Regions from separate parts of the Mus musculus genome. Here regions 1, 2, 3, 5, 6 and 7 are each linked to region 4. Evidence: chromatin contacts called from public ChIA-PET, Micro-C and promoter capture Hi-C data. All regions are on one chromosome and are shown on one strand. The core of a region is the stretch at or near the end of the contact, and the rest is flanking DNA. Distances in the headings are between cores, read along the strand shown. Region 1 holds the start of Sntb2 (syntrophin, basic 2). Region 2 holds the start of Has3 (hyaluronan synthase 3). Region 3 holds the start of Tppp3 (tubulin polymerization-promoting protein family member 3). Region 4 holds the start of Nfatc3 (nuclear factor of activated T cells, cytoplasmic, calcineurin dependent 3). Region 5 holds the start of 4931428F04Rik (RIKEN cDNA 4931428F04 gene). Region 6 holds the start of Plekhg4 (pleckstrin homology domain containing, family G (with RhoGef domain) member 4). Region 7 holds the start of Pdf (peptide deformylase (mitochondrial)).

Region 1 (2,719 bases), core at 23-2,522, 880 kb before region 4:
GCCAGCGATAGGAAGCTGGCACCGGGCTCTTGCAAAAGGGGCGAAACTCTAGTTGGCAGTAAAATGCTCAAACACGTGAGCCTCCACTGTTAAACAAGGCTCATTAACCTCACAAACTTGCTGTATCAGCTCTCTGCCTTCCACAAAGTGCTGTGATCTTCTCTGGTTATTGTTGAGAGCCAATGATGGGTTAAATTCCCATAAATTAACCAGTGCTTTGGTGGTTTGCCCAAGCAAACTGCTGGCATCGGTGTGGATGGATTTAATAGACCGGCCCGCCCGGGGAGCCCGAGGTGACTAAAGAAAGCGTCCAACCAACGCTTCCCAACAGGGAAAAAAAGGAGACTAAAGAACTCGAGCCGATCGCTCTCCCGGTAGTTAGTGCTTAGTGTCAGCTTATCGTGCAAGACTTAGGGGTGAGCTTCGCACGCGGCTGCTGCTCCCCCCACCCCCTAAATCTCAGCTGAGTCTCGCTAAGGGGCGGTAAAGTAACACTTCGGTGGCTGCCCAACTTTCTTCTCGCTGGACGCCTCAGTTTTTCCACACTCTGGAGCCCCACAAGAGGAGGTCTGGTGGCCGGGGCGGAGGGAACCGGCGAGCCCCGCACAGGCGTCAGGGTGGGCAGAAACAAAGTGCGCGCAGGCGAGCCCAGGCCGCCACCCCGCCGCCTCCCGCTCGGCCCCCGCTCACCCTCCAGCAGCACCTCCTTGCCCGCGCGCTTCAGCGCCTGCACGGCCTGGTCGTGGGTGGCCTGGCGCAGGTCGGTGCCGTTCACCGACAGGATGGCGTCGCCCAGCCGCAGCGCCCGGCTCTGGTCGGCCGCCAGCCCCGGGAAGATCTTGGAGATGAGGATCGGCATCCGGTTCTCGCGGCCGCCCTTGATGCTGATGCCCAGGCCGCCCGCCTCTTGCTTCACCACTCGCACTCGGCGCACGGGCGGCGAGGCGCTCGCTTCCCCCGCGGGACCGCGGGGCGGCGCGGGAGGGCTGGGCGGCCCCAGGCCACGGTTCGGGCTCCCGGGCAGAGACTCGCCGCCGCCGCCGTTCGGAAGACCGTTGAAGGCGGCCGCCGGCGGCTCAGGCTCGACTGCGGCGGCGTCGCCCGTCAGGCTCAGGCTCTCGCCACTGAGCTCGGCCACCACCCGCACCCAGCGCTCCCTTAGAAGCAGCTCCACCAGCCCCGCTTTGGTGGCCCGCGTCCACACCGCCATGGCCGGCCCTGCTCCCGCAGCCGCCGTTGCTGCAGCTCCCCCGATTCCAGTCAGGCAGCCTCGGCGCTTCCCCCTTCCCGCCCGAGGGGGGCGGACCCCTCCCCTCCCCCCGGCGATTCATTATTCATGAGGGCCACGCCCACTTTCCGGAGGGGCGGGGGGAAGGCCGGCGAGGCCGCTTCCGGGAGGCGAGGTTGTCCTGGTTCACTGAAAGCTCTTCGGAGGTGGGCAGCGCCTCGTGCAGCGAGGCACCCCGCCGTCCTTTGCTTTGGTTCTCCGTGACCTCCTCGAACTCCTCACCTCTTCTACGAGAGCTGCCCGGGCAGGGAGAGCAAAGTCAGCTTGTAGAGAGGCTCTTTGCGATCCTGCAGGGCCGGGTTGGCGCGTTCATTCTTGCATTGATTGGTTCATTGCAAAAAAAAAAAAAAAAAAAAAAAAAAGCAGCCCTGAGCGCTCAGAGGTGTGCTGGGCTCCTTTTAAGGCCCTAGAGACACACTGAATAAAATGCACCTCAGCCGAGAGAGCTTGTGGTCTAATGGGAAAGAAAAACAGAGGCAACCAGCTAGGTGTGATTCTCTGTGGTTAAAAAGACTGCAGACCTCCCTAAGAACAGGATAAAACAACATTTGGTTAGTCTTGGTGTGAGCACAAGCAGGGGACACAGCATAAGTGACATGGGATCAAAGGTGTGGATCCAAGACTTTGTCACTGCTTTTAAAAATCACCTGTCTGCTGGCCTGTAATTAGAGGGGACCTGTCTTCTTCTTTTTTTTTTTTTTTTTTTAAAGATTTATTTATTATATGTAAGTACACTGTAGCTGTCTTCAGACACACCAGAAGAAGGAGTCAGTTCTTGTTACGGATGGTTGTAAGCCACCATGTGGTTGCTGGGATTTGAACTCTGGACCTTTGGAAGAGCAGTCGGGTGCTCTTACCCACTGAGCCACCTCGCCAGCCCGGGACCTGTCTTCTTAAGCACTGGGAACCCACAGTGCGCAAGGTCAAAGACATTTGCAGCATGCTGATGTTTTAGAGTTCCCCACAGACCAACGGGTATATATAGTTAACAAAGATTGTGCGAGATTAGCCACAAGATTATGAGGCTAAACTCCACAATCTGCCATCTGCAGAAAAAGGCTCTGAATCCAAATCCAAAGACCTGAGGACTAGGTAGAAATCTGAAGCTATCAGAAGACCAGAGAGGCCTGAGGGGGCAGAAGCGGGGGAGCAGGGTCGGAGTGGAAAGCTACTATGTAAAAGCTGGCCCAGTCCATGAAAAACCAGGAGCCCTGAAGTGTGGCAGGAGAGCGATGTCCCAGTTTTCATAGAGTGAGTATACCGCGTCTTACTGTTCCCTGGCAGCCCTCACCTGATTGGATGGTGCCGGTTCCCACTGTTGAGGACAATCTTCTCTACTCAGGTCACCATGGAAAAAATTTCTTCCGGAAACAGACACACCCAGAACGGTTTTACATCTGTCCATCCAGGCAGGCGTCTTTTAGCCCAGTC
Region 2 (2,700 bases), core at 96-2,595, 810 kb before region 4:
CTGATACATAGGGGACGCTGCGGGCCCTACTGCCCGCCTCGTTCTGGGAAGGGACGGGAGGTGCTGTGGCTGGCCCAGCAACCTGCGTCCTGGCGCCCCGCCTCGGTGCAGTTCCAGAGGCTGTCCGGTCAGGTCCAAGGCAGCTAAGGAAGCTCTCGCCACGCTCCTCACCCGGCTTGAGCTTCACCCCGCTGGCTAAAGCCACACAGCCACACCCACGTGCAGGTTTCCCACGACTCTGCTGGGAAGGAACGGAAAAGCCAAGGAACAACTGCCAGCCCAGACCCTACTCATCTTCTCAGGGCCCCAGGTACCTTGGCAAAGGAGTGCCTGCAAACAAAGGCAGCATCCCTGCAGTTGCCAGCCCCCTCCATCCGGGGGCCAGACCCCCTCCCCCTCAGGAATTAAGAGGTACCCATCTCCCTACAGAAGACCCAGGAAGGTTCTGCAGCTGGATATTCTATGTACAGTCAGGCTCTGGCACGGGCTCTTGTTGAGGTCCTCTGCCCAGAGAGGACACTGTATTTCCCCAAGCCGGTTAACCAGAATGTGATCTTATATCCTGGGCCGCTTCCTCCATCCTCTCAAAAGAGATCCAAGAAAGCTCGCCCAGGCTAGCTAAGGCGCACTTAGATTCAAGGGCACGAGGGTGGGGGCGCTTTACGGGATCCATGTCCCATAGGACAATGAAAAGAAATAAAAACCTCCAGGCAAGGACGCACACCTCCCTACCCAGCAGTAGAACTTTGAGGGCTGCAAGATTAACAGCAACTCTCCCACTGACAGGTGCGCCCTGCAGCCGGGCTCACGCACGGCAGTACAGAAACTTGCACTAGCGGCTGGAGCTCCTCCAATCTCTCCTAGGCACCCTTGGACCTCTCTGAACCGGCAAGGAGGAGGAACTCATCTCACAAACCTGTGCTGTAGGGACCAGATCGCTGGAGATCTCGGTGTCCCCGCAGGTGTGAACCCCCTGCGGGCGTGAGTTGGGGGGAGGGGCACTCTAGCCTCGCTCCCCGCACAGCCTCCCTCCACCCCCAATTCATTCACAAAACAAGAGCCGCAAGGGAGGAAGGGAGGAGAGGCTGCGGGAGCCCAGGATGTCGGAAGAAAGGGAGGAGGGGGTAGGGAACATGGTGCAAGCGACTGCCGCCGGGAAGCATTGAGCGGCCGGAGCCCCAGGGTCCCCAGGTCGCGGTAAGAGGCTCCGGCCCCTTGGGTGCGCTCACCGTGCCGCCGGCTGCCGGCGTTCCGGTGCTCAGCAGGCCCGCGGCGGCTCCATGCTCCTCCTCCGGCTCCCGCCGCCGCGCACTGCCTCCACGGTGCCGCTGGGGCTCCGACTGACGACCGCCTTGCCCAGCAGAGCCGCCTTAAGTATCGCGCGCGACCCACTGGGAAAGGCGCCCTCCTCCGGCACCAGGGCAGGGAAAGTTGGCAAGAGTGGGAGGGCTCCCGGAGCCCGCGGGAGCGCCCGGTGCCCGGCCACCGGCTGGCGCTCGCCAGACTCGGGGTCTGTCGTGGACCTAGCCCCTCCGAATCGAGAGTCGCAACCTCTGCCTCTAGAAAACTAGGGACCCCCAGTGCAGCCCAAGGCTCAGCTGCTCCACGCCGACCTCCGGGCCAGCAGCCTTGGAAAGGCTGTCATTGTCCCTAGCCTAGTACCTGAAGCATCGTTAACTTTCCGGATGACCAGTGGGGACCTACAAAATCGTTCATGTCCATCCCCGCCCCCACGCCCCGCTCCCGAAACCTGGAAACCTACTCACCCTGCAAACGGGCTACCCCAGAAAATCTTCTGAACGCCAAGGGGCGGCTCGCTATGTGAGGGGACTCCCTAAAAACCTTCCCGGTGGCAACAGAGAGGGACAGAAAAGAAAAATTGTCAAATAAAAGGAGGCTGGTCAAAGAAGGTGTTAACTATTATGACAAGCTGAGCTTTGAATTCCGCAGCGGGGCGCTGATGACTTTAAGGCTGTTTGCAAAAGCTGCAGATTGGTCTAGCAGGAATCCAGGAGGTTCCGGTCTTAAAGCCCAAACGGCTCTTCCTCCCCACCTTTCTTTCCCACGTCCCGACCTCTTAGGTCCCCATCCGACATCCTCGCTGGCAGTTCCGTGGTCCCTGGAAGTTGGTGTAGACTCCTCCGGTGAGGTGAAGCCGAGAGGGAGTCCAGGGGAGAAGAGTGTTTGTTAGAGGTAGAAACTCTAGAACCAGCTGGAGATCTCGAGGTTTTACATCTCAGAAAAACCTGAAGAGAAATTGTAATTAAAGACTAGTTTTAAAAATGAATTTATGGGTCCTCCAACCGTCAGAGATAACTTCGCAGGCGGAAACAATTTAATAGGCATGTGAGCTGCTCCAGTCAGGAAGCCATCCCTCTCAGACATGCCCATAGGTCACTTAGCCACAGAATCCACAACACAGCCACCCTGGGCCCCTGCTCCGCCCACTCCCACCCTGACAGACAAAATCAAAACCTTTCACCCTGCTTCATTCAGGAGAAACACCACTGCATGGGCTAAAGGGCTGGGCAGTGAGTGAGTTTGTTTTGTTGAGACAGAGTCTGTAGCCCGGGATAGGCCTTTGAACTTCCCATATAGCCAAGGATAGATAAACCTGAACTTCTTATCCTCTTTAACTCCGAAGAGAAGGATGAGGGCCACCACACCCAGTTTATTCACTGATGGGGACTGAATCCTGAG
Region 3 (2,700 bases), core at 152-2,651, 590 kb after region 4:
GTGCATGCTGGTGGCTCTGCAGGCGCCTACTACTCGGCATCAGCTGAGTCCATGGAAGAGATTCCAGTGGCCCAGACGCGCCTGGGCAGTGCCGCACTGGGTGCCCCAGGAGCCAGGGGTCGAGAGTCTGGGCTGGCTCTACAGGCACGTTCGCCTGCTGTTTTTGTGAGCCCGAGCAGTGGCGAGCCCGGAACACCTGGAGGCGGCGACGGCCTGCCTTAGCCCACTAAGGCTAAGGACTAGAGGCAGGAGGGCCTTGACTCTATGCAACACCCCACATTCGCGTAACGAGTGCACTTTAGGGACCTCAAGGTCGACAGGATCGGCCTTCCTTACCCAAGACTCAGCAATATCCGCTCCACCAGCCCTGATGCCCCAATAAACTTTTTTTTTTTTTTAATGCTTTTGCGGACTTAATGCTTATTTTCATAGTGGAAAAATCCATGGATCTCACAGAAGCAGGACCACCATTGCTAGCTTGGGGCAGAGAAAGAGGGGCGGGTTAGGAAAGGTCTCTGGACAGGGTTTTTCTTTTAAGTGTTGGGAATCAAAAACATGGGGTCTTGTTCAAGAACTACCACTCTCCTCTGTCCCTTCTCCCATTTCCCAGGGTAGCCTCGAAAATTTGAATCTACTGCTTCAGTCTCCCGAATCCCCAGATTGCAGGCTTGTGCTACCACACCCACCCAGCAAGGTTTATTAATTAATTAATTAATCAATTAATATTTAGTATTTTTATTTAGTTTTTTATTTAGTATTTGCAGTTGGAAACTGAAGAGGAAGCAGGCTAGGGAGGCGCATTGGAACAAGAAGCTGTGAGGCGGGGAGACGAGAATGGGAGGAGGCAGCCATTCTCCGAAATTTAGGAATTGCTGCCACAAAAGTACCCAGCATTTGGGGGGGTGGGGTGGGTAAGAATGCGTGATCCACTGATTGTCTCAGTCTTCTAGTGCTTCAGAATGTGGCCTGCTGAGAACCTAGGAATGAGTGAATGCCACAGGGTTAGCGGCAGCTGTGGTCTTGGAGCCAGCTGTAGATCCTTGTCAATGAGGGGCGGGATCCCCTTCTTCAGTTCAGCTCCTAGACAATCTCAGGTGGATTCTTTCAGCAGTCCCTTGAGGGTTGGGGACAATGGAATTTGGGGGGGGGCTGTTTTCCCATTGGCCATGGGAGTTCCTATCTTAGGACATCCAGGACTGCAGAGGGCAGCTCTGACCGCTTGAGGACCGCGGTTGAAGGGGAGGAGCAGGATAAGGCTGTCGCTGCAATTCTGCGGGCCCAGCGCCCACAGAGCACATAGGGCGGGGTCTGGTGGGAGGAGCTAGCGTGACCTTGGTCACTCTCCCGCCGAGACAGCCTAGGGGGTGGGACTCACTGTCTCTATGGTGACCGAGAAACAGGGGATAATACTACGGAGCCGCCCGGGCTGCAGTCCCGCCCGGGAGCCGGCAGGGAGCGGAGCTGTGGAGCCTCCTGGTCTCCAGCATCAGTTCCTGGGTCCTGTCCGAAGGCACGCTCAGGAGCAGCCAAGCGGTAGAAGCCGGTAGGAGACTGAACATCGACCACCCTAATTCGTATCCCCCAAAAGGAGGGGTGGGTGGGAGCAGCCTGAACCAACCTCAGATGGTACTGAGCTGAGCCTATCAGCTGAACACCCCGGCCCTGGCCCCAAGGGTTCCACACACACTCCTGCCCCCACCTTCTTGCCAGGCTGATTGATGACTGCAGCTGTCCCAGCAGGAGCTGACGAGCGGATTCAGTTCAGAGGCATGAACACTGTGCCCAGGGTCTGAGGACCCCAGAGCAGCTGCTGTGATTCTGTTCCACATCAACAGCCCCCAAATTCATCTTCCCATAGACAGGAGTGAGCAGTAGCCTCAGGATCCTCCCATTTCCTTGAGAAGAGCATCATGTAGCACCCCAAACTCCCCTGGACACATTTACCTGTGGTGTTCAAGTACAGGGCTTTGGGTCCCCGGGCGGGTTGACATCTTTGGGAGAGGCAAAGGGTGTGGCGGACCCCATTTACAGACCCACAGAGGTCCCTGCAGAGTGCAATCTCTGGGTTTCTGAGTCTTAAAAATTGCAACTTATGGATGAGTAGGTGTGGTCACCAGAAAAGGCCTTTCAGTGTGGACCAACTAGTAATGGAAGAAGAGGAAGTTGTTCGGGGGCCAGGTTGTGGTCATTGGACACTTTTTTTTTTTTCCCCTAAGAGGCAAGGTAAAGATGGTGGCTGAGAACAGGAGGCTGCAGTGGGTGTGGTGATGGTGGTATGTCTTAACATGATGCCTGGCGATGCCAGTGCTGGTTAGACTCTGAGGGGCTTTAGGTCAGGTCTGTGTCAATAGCTTTAGCATATGAGTAAAGAGAGAGTGCTGAGGGTGTGGTCAGGGAACTCTGCGCGTGTGTGGTGGTGGGTGTTCAATGCTTTGCATGGAAGTATGGAAGTGTTACTGCATAGACTGGGAGATTTCAAGGCAGGGCTGTGTCAGAAGCTGTAGCTATATGGATGAACGGGAATGCTCCAAGGGTATGGCCAGGGGGCCTTTGTAAGGGTGCAGAGTCCAGCTAGTGACTGTGGTTGGGGTCTTCAGGATGTGAGTTAAAAGGATGCAAAATGGATGCAGTGTACACAGGGTTTGATTTGGAGAGGGACTTTCAGGGTGGGGCTGAGGGTGTGGTCAGAGATCTGCAATG
Region 4 (2,700 bases), core at 140-2,639:
AGGCTGAAAAGGAACTAAAAGGTATTGTACCACCTAGAGATTCAATGCAACGCTGAGAAAACAATGTATTAGCCCTCACAATACTATGAAAAAATTTAAATAATTCACTTAATACTGGAAAGAATAAACATGAATACTCTTATCCATCTTCTTTTTCTAAGTTCTCTTGCATATGTAATAGGGAAGCTGAACTTAACGAACCACACTATTCCAAACCAGGTCACAGGAGAGAGTTAAGTCCCCAGTCATCATCCTGTTTCTATTTACTGACTGGTTTGACCCGCAAGCATTATGGTGTCCAGCTTTCCCAACTTATCTTTTAAAACATCTTCTGAGAAGAGCTTTTTTTTTTAAAATTATTAAAAAATGCCTTCTAGAACATTCTAGGAGAACTGTAATTTTAAAAGGCAACGTATCTTGTTTTTTTGTTTTTGTTTTTTAATCTCCAGAAACACTTTGCCCAAGCAAAACAACCCAGTTTTCAGAAAGGTCCGTTATAGTATACTTGAAACTAAGCGTGGATGGAATATAAATTTACACAAGTGGACACTAACTCGAACTCGCTCTTCTAGCAAAGTAGATTTTTTTTTAAAGTGGAATTTGAAAACACGCATCTTTCAAATAAAGAATTTTACAACTAGCCTAAAGACAGCGAAGTGCGCTTACACTTCTCGGAGACATTTCCTCTGCACCACGCTGGCACAGCTACGACAACCAGAAACCTCTTGGGGCTTTGGCCCCAACAACCTCTGCCTCCAAAGCCCGGGCGTCCGCCGGCCACTGGCCTCTCGGAGTCGAGTTCCCTACTAGTTCGCTCGCAGCCAAGACACTTCCACGTCGCCCCGAACCACACGCCTCCTTCTCCTCCTCAAATTAAATCGGGCTTTCCTCGCCACCCGCACGCACCAGGGGGACCGAGGGGAAGGCGAGCTGGCGGGAGCGCGGCGAGGGCACGCTCCACAGTCCCGGCCGGCCCGGCACCCACCTGCAGGCCGCGAGACCTGGGACACCGGCGCTGGTGCCCCGTCCTCGCCGAAGACGAGTTTGAAGTCGAGCTCGTCGTGGGCGCCACAGTTTGCAGTAGTCATCGGCGTGGCCCGGGGTGCAGCGCCTCCTCCTCAGGCGGCCGCGGCGGCTCCTCAGCGCCGCTTCATGCTGGGCCGCGCCGGCCAGGAGGTCGCGGCTCCACTGCAAACTTTCCGGGCGGGGCCCGCGAGGCCGAGCGTTCCGTTCCGACCTAGAAAGCTGGCCGAGCGCCCCGCCGCACCGGGAGCCGTCACCGCCGCCGGTCGAGGGTGCAGAAAAGCCACGGTCGCCTCAACCAAGGCTCCCCGCCCCCCACCCCCACAGTCGCCGCCACTGCCGCCACCGCCGCCGGCGCGCTCCCGCGCCCTGCAGCGCGCCCAGCCCCGCCCCTCGCCGCGCTCCCGCCCGACGGGGCAGCCCATAGGCCGCTGGCCCCGCTGACAGCCACGGGCCCCGCCTCCTCACCGACCTATCGCGTGAGTCCTCTGCGAGGAGGAAGTCACGTGAGCAAGAAGCGCCAGAGCCCTGCTCCCTCTCGGAAGTTGTAGTTAAAACTCTCTTTCTTCCGCAGTTTCTAAACCAAGACCAGGGTAGGGCCAATAGCGCTGTCTAATTAGATTGGGAACCCACGTAGGCCAATTGGAGACTATCTTTTTCCCCCTCATCGGGCGGAGCTCATGTCGAGGAAGTGGGTAGCAGAGCGCCAGGGTTATAGGTGTCCGGATATTTGGCCCCACAGAGGTACTTTTCACTTATAGCTGAGTTTAGAGTGGATACGTTCGTTAGACCACCTCAAAAGTTACCACTCATCCCCCGCATCCCTCCATACCAACTTCGATGGCGTAACTTGGAGAGGGCCAGGGATTGGTTCGAACTTTTGGGTAGGTTAGGGTGGAGCCGAAGAAAACCTTGCGAGACAAGTCTGGAGTCGATTCAGAGCCACCCTTCTGGGGTGGGGCCCCGTCTCAGTGGCTGTGCCTTTGTCCCCTCAAGCCGGCCCGGAGAGGATGCCATGCATTCTAGCTAGGCCTCACCTAAATCAGAGGGACCAGGTCTGGTCCTTGACGGAAGTTGAGCAGACACAGAGAAAAGTACCCTTCTTGGCCTCTGCATCTTAGTACATAACCGTGAGACTAAGGCATTGTGACACCCGAGCAAGGAAAGCCCACATATAGGAAGTGACGCTGTCAAAAAGAACCGGCTTTCAATCTTGGTTTCACCTCAAAGAGTCTGCCTTCCCCGGTGAGACATGAGATGGCCCAAGACACCATCCCTTGGAGTCTGGGGACTCAGTCTTGTTTACTTAGCGCATGATTAAGAGAAGGAGTTGGGAGAAGCCAGTGACCACCTCCTCCACGACAGCAAGTCTGATACTACTCACAAAAGCCCCTGGGAGAATGGAGCAAGCACAAGCTCCTTGCAAAGATCTCTGCATCTCAGTGATTCCTGGGCTACTAAGTGAGCCTCAGGGGGACCCCGGCTAAGCCTAGGGTCAGAAGAGCAAGGAATGTTCTGAGCTCGTGAGCCATTCATCTTGGACTGGTTTATTCCTGCTCAGGGCTTTACCAGTACTTATGAGGGACACAGAGATACAGAGATAGTCTCCCATCAGGGTTGAGAGAGAGAGGAATAGCAAATATATAATTACTGTGCAAAGAGATTAGAGCTGTGATA
Region 5 (2,700 bases), core at 28-2,527, 770 kb after region 4:
CCCCTGTTCTCCGCTCTGCCCTCGCGCCGGTGGCTATTGAGTTCTGAGTTGCTAGATGGTGTGTGTGAGCAGACGTCGCACTTCTGCCAGGACTTCTGGCGCGTACGGAAGCCTGGTGTTCAGGTAGGGCGAGGAGAGGAAAGCTGGGGAAGGGGTTGTGCTGGTGGGACCCTATATTCAAACTGATTACTGTCCTGCAGCTGCTGCTGGCAGAGGCGGAACGAACCGTGGTGTTACAATACCTAAGGGCTCTGATGCAGGGCCGCCTAGTGTGCCGCGGTACGGACGAGCGGAGCCAGGCGGCTGAGCGACTTCGGCAGGATGCTGCCCAGCTCAAAGAGCTTTTCCTTGGTTTGGTGAGAGCTCATTGGGAGGGCAGACAGTCGAGGATCTCTGTAGTTGGGTGGGAGCCGAGGGCCCGCTGGAAACCCTGTTCCCATGTGTTCAGGGCCTGGAAGAGAGCGCTCACTGCGCGCCCGTCCTGCTCGCGCTGAGGGAACTGCTCAACCTCCACGACCCCACACTGCTTGGCCTCGAGGTGGCAGGCTTGAGGCAGCAATTTCCCGACGTGAGGTGCGAGGAAGGGGACAGGGGAGGAACGGCCCAGGAGGACGAGGGAGGGCTGGGCTGACGCACGTGGTGGTATTCCTGCAGCGAGGATCACGTCTCTGCCCTCTTGGACCTGCGCGGAGACGTGTCCCGAGAGCATCGTCAGGCAGCACTCAGTTCGCTGCAGGCGGGTCCACCGCCCTCACCGTCCACTGGCCGCCGGGCGCTCTTCAGCCTGGTACCGACGCCTACGCCCTCCCTGTCCTCCTGCCTCCCTTCAGGTCCCTGCTCCTGACACCCATCTGTTTGCGTAATAAAGCCACGTCTACGACACGTCTGAATCTATGTGTTGGGGGCGCGCCGGTGAAAGCAACAGTGCAATTAGGGGTCCGTGCACAGTGGTACATCTATAATCCTGGCTGAATCCTAGTATTCTGGCAGCATCTCACCTATGCAGACATCTGCTCTCTTTGTGGACTGCGTGCCCCGAACCCTGGGCTCCCGTGGAGTACTCACTTCCTATGTATCTACTACCGGCAAGCAGTAAATGGTTTCATCGCCCTCGCCAGTCGCTTTAGAAGCGCGGAAGTTTGAAGAGGGGGAAGTCTAGGACCAGACGCGGTCCAGGGGCGCAGGGTGGCAGCGAATCCCGCCCCTCTTCGCACGTTTGGCTCCGCCCACAGCGAGCTTAAGCACGCCCCCTACGGCGGAGACGGACGTGGCCCTTGCGTCTTCGTGTGAGCGTGCGCGCGCCCGAGTGCGCGTGTCTTTGGCGCGGGCTTCCATGGTCTCGGCGGCCAGCGATCGGCTTTGAGGAGCAGGAACTGCGGGCAGCAAAAGAGGCGTGATCAGGTGGGGGCGCGGCACGCGGACCGAACCCCTACCCCACTCCAAAAACCGAGACTAAATATGACTAAGACTTCACCCTTCTTGATTTACCAGGGAATTCCCCCAAGTCCATTGTCTCCTAGCTCCGCCCTCCATTGGGCACGCCCTTCACCCTGTCTCACGCCCTTTATTTGTCTTCAGGGCACGCCCTCCCAGAGCTCTTGGTTCCTATTGGTTGTTTTCCCACGTTATCTCTTTCCAGGGGTTCTTATTGGTGTGGGCCACACCCTCTCATTTGTCACCAGACCCCGCCTTCAGCAGTCAGGGACTCCAGCCTCACCCTGAATTCATTCATTCTGCAACTAGTGAGTGCGTGGGACGAGAGGGTGAATCAGACCCTTCCTGACCTCGGGGAGTTCAGGGCACGGTGGGGAAATATGGATCTAGCCTCCAGCCATGACAGCCTAGGGCTGTCAAGAAGCCATCAAGACCCTGGGACCCTTTACACATCGGGAAGGCTTCCCAGAGAAAGTGAGGCCTAAACCGGGCCCTGAAAAAAATGGTTAAGAGGTTGCTCCAGGGACACATTGGCAAAAGAATTCTTGGCAGAAGAACCTGAGACGTGAAAGAAACAGGTGAATTCTGGTAATTACGTGGAGGTAGGTGGAATGAACGAAGGGAAAATGGAAGAACTGGCCCATATAGTGGTCAGTAGACATCCAGAAAAGTATACAGTTTGAGGGTGAATGAGATCTGAGACTAGAAGTCATTTTTTAAGCAGCCGATCACTAGGTAAGGTGGAGGAAGACTCCGAGAAGGAGGAGGATGCCGGGGTGGGGGTGGGGGGAGTCTAAACAGGGTATCTAAGTTTGCGAAAGGAATGATTATAGTATTTTTGCTTTAGAGGTCTATTTTTATTATTTCTGGGTATGGGTATATGCATGTGCCCGTGGAGGCCAGAAGAGGGCCTTGGGTCTCCTGCAGCTGGAGTTAGCCTGCGTGGACACTAGGAACTGGATTTGGGTTCTCAGGGAGAGCAGCAAGTCTCTCCAGCTCCATGATTTAGTTCTTACAAGGACTCAGGTTCATCCATGGATCACAGTGGATTACAGTGCTGGATCAGGGACTGTTCTGGGTTCTGGAAGCACAGTTGCACATTATAGAAAGGAAAACCCAGATAAAGCCTTCAGATCTGCCATGCAGACAGTGAGCTAGCTGCAGTAGACTTCAGAGACAGCAACAACTACAGAAAAAGCTTAGTTCCAGGAGAGAGAGGAGGTTTGCTCTTTTGTAGAGATTTGCTAGTGCTGACTTTCTTTTATT
Region 6 (2,716 bases), core at 125-2,624, 690 kb after region 4:
CTTGGCGAGCCCTCCCTTGACTTCTCATTCTGCCGACCCCGGCAACATTCATTCCACTGTGCTCACTGTGCTCAGAGCTGGAACTGTCTGAAAGGGTGAGTGAGCCGTGGCTCTGCCGATGGAAAGAAGGCTCTTGCACGAAGCAAAGGACGCCCTTGTGGGAGGAGGGCAAGGCTCCTTTACCATTCCCGTGATGGGACATGGGAATACTTGCCCAGCTTCCATGTACAAGATGAGGACCACTCAAGCCCTCGTGGTCCTCAGAGCTGTCCCACCACCCACCACCACACACTCACACACACACACATGTGAGTCCATGATTAGGGGCCGTCTCCAGAGAGACTCCCTATGCCCTGGTAGCTGCGTGTGGATAATCTTCACGGATAGTGGGAGGGACCACCACTCCTCTGTAGCCTGAATCTCCCCTTCAGGTTCTCAGGCCCACCCACCACGGAACAGGTTGGATGGGCTGTGAGGTGTAACTCAGTAGCAGAGCCCTTGCCTGACTTGTGTGAGCCCCCAGGTTTAATTAATAAAACAAACAACAAAAAGACAGAGAAATAAATTAGAGATAAACGGTGACATCCCATGACTTGTTAAACCCGGAAGGTGAAGAGGGTAGGTAGCTATGTCTCTGGGTGGGAATTGACCCAGGCCTGCCAACATACATAAGGCTCAAACCCTCATTCCCTGAGTTCTTTTTCCCTATCCACAGAAAAGGGTGGCTAAGAAAGCTGGTGCCCTGGGGCCAGAGACCAGCTGAGATCTGGTTCCATCACTCACCTCTTGTGGGCTGTTCCAGGGACCCTTTTCTCTTTGCACCTCATCTTCCTCTCCTGTAAGACAAGAAAAGCATTCTTTTCTCCTGGGGTTGCCCGATGGACCAGGGAAATCCTGATGGATGGATCAGATATCTGTGTTCATGCCCTGCCTTCCCACTTCACCCTTCGTTAGGGAATCTTGAACTGATGAAAGACACTGGGATAGCTGGGAGACCCCTACTCGTTCTTAACTCTAAAGTCTGGGGTCCTTTTGGAGGAAGTGGGCCTGGCCTAACACTCTTGAATTTGTGGAAAGATCATAAGAAAAAGGTTATCTGTGCAACCAGACAAAGGCATGTAGCCCCCACACCATGGCCTTGGTCCCTGGGAGGAGAGGACACTGGACATAATGCCTTCCCTGGCTCTAAGTCAGGCGATTCCTTCATGAATCTAGTTATCAGCTGCAGCCATGGTAGAAACAACAGGCGTCCCCACCCATCTCTGACTCTAAGGCAGATTCTGAAGAGCAAGGGGCAAGGCTGGCCTTGGAGTTGTCCTTCTCCAGCCCCAGCTCCTAGGCATGTCTTCCATCTCTCCTTCCTCTAGCTTCAGTGAGCATCAGGTCCAGTCTTGGCTTCTGTCCTTGGTTCTTGTCCCAGGCCACCCCCACTGAGTCATTGCCCCTCCCTCCCTCTCTCCTTCCCTCCCTCCTGCTTCTGAGGCTCACCTCCACCCACTAGCCAGGCCCCCAGGAGCTGTAAGAAGATGGACTTCCCGGGAGGAACATAACCCTTCCCAGGGATGAAGCAAATAAGAGGCATCAGGTCTCAGGCCCTAACTGACCCAGGCCCTCTGAACACAGCAGGCGGTTGGGGGAGCGCAGGCACGCGTGCTGAGACAGAGGCAGAACTAGGCTGTGGTTTTCTCACTCCACACAGAATGTGCCCTGTAAGCAGGCAGACTGAATATTGTCCACTTTGATATTTCGAGCTCTGTATGTCAGGCCTGGCACAGAATAAATATTTAGGGGTATCTAAGACTAGTCACACCGCCCCTCCCGTCCTGAACTCTTCCCACGTGGGTGACGTGGAAACCAAGGTTAGAGAAAATGACTGACAGACAGACTCAGACAGAAGAGGCAGAGAGCTGTGAGGCACACGTATCTGGGATGGGAAAGGCATGGAACAGCAACAGGGACAGACACTGGCCCAGTGCGGGACAGTGGGGGGCTAGGCCTGGAGCCAACCTGGGGTGGCTGACCACAGCGGGCTTCCAGAGCTGAGCTTGCAAGTCTGAACAGTGACTCACGAAGGCCATCTCTGGTTCTGCTGGTTGCTGAATCTACTCAGAGAAGTCTTTTCCACTGAGATTGTAGAATGTGGACAGCCCCCCCCCCCACTCCGCCCTCCCCCCTCCCCAGCCCTCCCTACCTCTCTTTTCTTGACAACATCCATCCATAAGGAAAGAAAAGGGAAGAAAAGAAAAGAAAAGGCGACTCCTTAGCTTTGGAGATCTGGGGATACATTCCCTTAAGTCTGTGTATGACTTAAGTCCCTTAAGCCAGGACCACTGTAATCAGCAAAGCAACTGATTTCTCAAACCTCCCAGACCCCTCTCATCTTTGACCCAAATAAACCCAGGCTCCTGGGAGTGGCATTCAAGGCCACCAGGGGCATCACAGCCTTTTCTCTTAGGTCCCAGACTGCATGGGGAAACAGAGCTGACTAAAACCCTGTTGTCTCAGACCACCTTCTTTGACGTAGAACGGCCCTCATTGTGACCAAAGAGTGCATGCCTCTAATCTAGGGCTTGAGATGAAAGGGCTGGACGATACACAAGTTCAAGGCTAGCCAGGTCTAAAAAAAAGGGGAAAAAAAAAGTTCCAGACAAGACAGAGCTTCATAACAAGATCCTGTTGTTTTTTTAAGATGGAGGGAAGCTAGGGAGATAGCTTT
Region 7 (2,703 bases), core at 173-2,672, 990 kb before region 4:
TTGAACTCAGAAATCTGCCTGCCTCTGCCTCCCAAGAGCTAGGATAAAAGGAAAGATTTTTTAAAAAATTTGTTTGTTTGTTTGGTTGGTTTTTTGATATGGGATTTCTCTTCAGGGGTTCCTCTGTGAAACTCTGGCTGTCCTGGAACTCTGTAAATCTCCTGAGTGCTGGGATTAAAGGTGTTCTTCACCACAGCCTGGCTTTTATCATTGTTGTTTTCGTTTTGTCTTTTTAAAGATTTTATGTGAGTGCTCTATCTGAATGCACACCTGCGTGTATGTCAGAAGAGGGCGTCAGATCCCATTACAGATGGTTGTGAGCCACGTTGTTGGGGATTGAACTCAGGACCTCTGGAAGAGTACTTAACCACTGAGCCATGTCTGTAGCCCTTGTTTTTGGTTTGACACTAGACAGGATCTCAGTATATAGCACTGGCTACCCTGGAACTAACTTGGTATACCCAACTGGCCTTGAACTCAGAGATCCTCCTGCCTCTGCCTCCCAAATAGCTGGGATCTGTGCCTGGACTCCAGTATTTACTGAGTGTCTCCTGGCTCAGGCTCCATCCACCCTTACAATGGGGCTCCAATATAACTAACTGTCCTTTTGTATTACAGAGATGCCCTTAGCCTGGCACAACTTTAATACCAGCATTTGGGAGGCAGAGGCAGGACGATCTCTGTGAGATAAGAGACCAGCCTGGTCTATAGAGTTCCAGCATAGCCAGGTCTCAAAAAAACAAAAAACCCAAAAAGATGTTCTTGTTGTATTGAAATATGTAATTGTGTTAAATCTTTTCTCTGAGTGTCCCCTCCCCTGCCCCACACCATCCCTGAGATCTCTGCATTGAATTTAATAACTTTTTTTTTCTTTTTCATTTCTTTTTCCCTACCATCTGGGTCAGGCATTTCACCCACCCAGCTCTCTAAGCACGGAAACCTTGGACACGTGAACATCAGCGCCATCCAGGAACCTCTCGCCTTTATTTTGCCTAAGAGAGAAACAGTTTTCTGTTTAGATGAGCAGGAGCTGGGGCCGGACCTCGTGGCCCCAGCTCCAGAGCTCCCTGCGGAGCAGCGGAGCATGGAGCCTGTAACAGAGAAGAGGGAACCAGGGGAGCCGCTGCCTCAGGAGCCCATGGAGGGGGAGCCGCTGCCAGCCGAGCCACCGAGTGAGGGAGGAGCCATAGGCAGTGTCCCCTGCCCGCAGCCTGGGGAGCAGCCCTGAGGGTACGCGCTTCTGCAGCGGGAAGGTGTGTGCAGTTGCTTTGCCCAGGATAGCGCGGGCCCTGTGGTATTTGCAGCTTTAATAAAACCGACAACTGTCGCCACTCGCCTGCTGTTCCCGACGATGGGCGTCCGGAAGTTACACGGGAACTACGCTTCCCGGCGTCTTTGGCGCTAGCGGAAGGAAGGGCCGCGGCGTCTCCCCGCGCCATGTTGCTGCTGGGCAGGCTGCCGCGGCCGGCGTGGGTTCCGGGGAGCCGGGCGCAGAGGTGCAGCTCCTTGGCCGCCTTGGAGGGCCCGGCGCGCACGCGCTCCTACTGGCGGTACCTCAGGCGCCTTGTATGTGGCGCGCCGCAGCCGCCATACGCGCACGTGTGCCAGGTCGGGGACCCGGTGCTGCGCGTCGTGGCGGCCCCGGTGGAACCCGAGCAGCTAGCGGGGCCGGAGCTGCAGCGGCTGGTGGGGCGGATGGTGCAGGTAATGCGACGGCGTGGCTGTGTGGGCCTTAGTGCGCCGCAGCTCGGGGTGCCGCTGCAAGTGTTGGCGCTCGAGTTCCCGGACAAGCTCCTCCGAGCCTTCTCACCGCGCCTGCGCGAACTGCGTCAGATGGAACCCTTCCCACTTCGGGTGCTGGTGAACCCCAGTCTGAGAGTGTTGGACAGCCGCTTGGTCACCTTCCCCGAGGGCTGCGAGAGTGTCGCCGGCTTTCTGGCGTGTGTGCCTCGCTTCCAAGCCGTGCAGATCTCAGGTGCAGGGGACGTGGGCAGCGGGGTGGTCTTGCTCTCTCTGGCTAGAGACAGTGCAGACACAGCGGCACTCGGGAGCCAACTGAACTCCTGAAGAGCAGGTCAGGCCCGCCTAGATGGGTTGCAGGGTGATTCCTTAGATATGGAGCCTGTCTTTCCCCTTTCTCATGAGTAGGTATATAGATTCCCATGTAAGTGTGTCTGTATTGCACACACGATTTTCCCAGTTTATCGTGGTGGGGCTTGTGTAAGAAAGTGGGACCCAGATTTACCCAGACTAGGGCAACAAACCATTCCATGCTTCACATTCACATTGTTTTATGTAATATGGTTATTTGCTACAGTGCCAAGCTGAAATACCTTTCTTTTGGGGGGGGGGGGTCGAGACAGGGTTTCTCTGTATAGCCCTGGCTGTCCTGGAACTCACTTTGTAGACCTCGAACTCAGAAATCCGCCTGCCTCTACCTCCTGAGTGCTGGGATTAAAAGGTGTGTGCCACCATGCCTGGCATGAAATACCTTTGATAAACAGCCCTTGAAAAGAGTTTTGATTTCTTATCCTTGCCCTGTAGTAGTGCTGGGAATCACGCTGAGTAAAAAGTCGGCACTGGACAAAATTGGGGTACCCTTTCTAGGAGGGATAAGAGCTGTTATCCACATTCACTCTTGGATGCTGCCTCTGTAGATAGGATATAAATAGGCATGGCCAGGGCAGGAAACAAAGTAGGGAC

What was found. Promoter capture Hi-C pulls out the DNA fragments that hold promoters and counts their contacts. Hi-C and Micro-C count contacts between places; a contact is called where the count stands out from the background. ChIA-PET counts read pairs in DNA pulled down with a chosen protein or histone mark.
Region 1: a contact with region 4 is called in a promoter capture Hi-C map of liver, with 2.2 times the contacts expected there. The contact joins the promoter of Sntb2 here to the promoter of Nfatc3 in region 4. A contact is called at or near these places in 1 of 39 promoter capture datasets (liver), 1 of 484 Hi-C or Micro-C datasets (B cells) and 1 of 115 datasets of contacts at active chromatin or transcription factors (memory CD8 T cells).
Region 2: a Micro-C map of embryonic stem cells shows a contact between it and region 4, with 4 times the contacts expected there. The contact joins the promoter of Has3 here to the promoter of Nfatc3 in region 4. A contact is called at or near these places in 3 of 39 promoter capture datasets (hippocampal neurons, liver and neural stem cells) and 1 of 484 Hi-C or Micro-C datasets (embryonic stem cells).
Region 3: a promoter capture Hi-C map of liver shows a contact between it and region 4, with 2.1 times the contacts expected there. The contact joins the promoter of Tppp3 here to the promoter of Nfatc3 in region 4. A contact is called at or near these places in 2 of 39 promoter capture datasets (cranial neural crest and liver), 1 of 115 datasets of contacts at active chromatin or transcription factors (large pre-B cells) and 1 of 9 other capture datasets (adipose tissue).
Region 5: an RNA polymerase II ChIA-PET map of memory CD8 T cells shows a contact between it and region 4, with 22 read pairs. The contact joins the promoter of 4931428F04Rik here to the promoter of Nfatc3 in region 4. A contact is called at or near these places in 1 of 39 promoter capture datasets (liver) and 2 of 115 datasets of contacts at active chromatin or transcription factors (memory CD8 T cells and pancreatic cancer cells).
Region 6: a promoter capture Hi-C map of liver shows a contact between it and region 4, with 2.0 times the contacts expected there. The contact joins the promoter of Plekhg4 here to the promoter of Nfatc3 in region 4. A contact is called at or near these places in 1 of 39 promoter capture datasets (liver) and 1 of 115 datasets of contacts at active chromatin or transcription factors (pancreatic cancer cells).
Region 7: a promoter capture Hi-C map of liver shows a contact between it and region 4, with 5 times the contacts expected there. The contact joins the promoter of Pdf here to the promoter of Nfatc3 in region 4. A contact is called at or near these places in 4 of 39 promoter capture datasets (hippocampal neurons, liver and stem cell-derived epiblast-like cells) and 1 of 115 datasets of contacts at active chromatin or transcription factors (pancreatic cancer cells).

The regions. Positions count from the first base shown.
Region 1 is chr8:106,934,293-106,937,011 of GRCm38.p6, reverse strand. It overlaps Sntb2 (syntrophin, basic 2), which reads right to left and starts at 1,272. Exons shown (of 7, transcript NM_009229.5): 1 at 691-1,272. The coding sequence starts at 1,210.
Region 2 is chr8:106,869,481-106,872,180 of GRCm38.p6, reverse strand. It overlaps Has3 (hyaluronan synthase 3), which reads right to left and starts at 1,345. Exons shown (of 4, transcript NM_001331048.1): 1 at 1,230-1,345.
Region 3 is chr8:105,470,123-105,472,822 of GRCm38.p6, reverse strand. Tppp3 (tubulin polymerization-promoting protein family member 3) reads left to right here and starts at 1,401. Exons shown (of 4, transcript NM_026481.3): 1 at 1,401-1,543. Zdhhc1 (zinc finger, DHHC domain containing 1) reads left to right here. Exons shown (of 14, transcript NM_175160.5): 14 at 1-400. The coding sequence ends at 222.
Region 4 is chr8:106,058,279-106,060,978 of GRCm38.p6, reverse strand. Nfatc3 (nuclear factor of activated T cells, cytoplasmic, calcineurin dependent 3) reads right to left here and starts at 1,389. Exons shown (of 10, transcript NM_010901.3): 1 at 986-1,389. The coding sequence starts at 1,088.
Region 5 is chr8:105,288,105-105,290,804 of GRCm38.p6, reverse strand. It overlaps 4931428F04Rik (RIKEN cDNA 4931428F04 gene), which reads left to right and starts at 1,277. Exons shown (of 8, transcript NM_028888.2): 1 at 1,277-1,401; 2 at 1,640-2,036. It overlaps Exoc3l (exocyst complex component 3-like), which reads left to right. Exons shown (of 14, transcript NM_177788.5): 11 at 1-123; 12 at 201-356; 13 at 449-573; 14 at 655-882. The coding sequence ends at 844.
Region 6 is chr8:105,371,930-105,374,645 of GRCm38.p6, reverse strand. It overlaps Plekhg4 (pleckstrin homology domain containing, family G (with RhoGef domain) member 4), which reads right to left and starts at 1,374. Exons shown (of 23, transcript NM_001364406.1): 1 at 784-1,374. The coding sequence starts at 827.
Region 7 is chr8:107,047,333-107,050,035 of GRCm38.p6, reverse strand. Pdf (peptide deformylase (mitochondrial)) reads left to right here and starts at 1,422. Exons shown (of 2, transcript NM_026513.2): 1 at 1,422-1,975. The coding sequence starts at 1,438. Cog8 (component of oligomeric golgi complex 8) reads left to right here. Exons shown (of 5, transcript NM_139229.4): 5 at 906-1,327. The coding sequence ends at 1,228.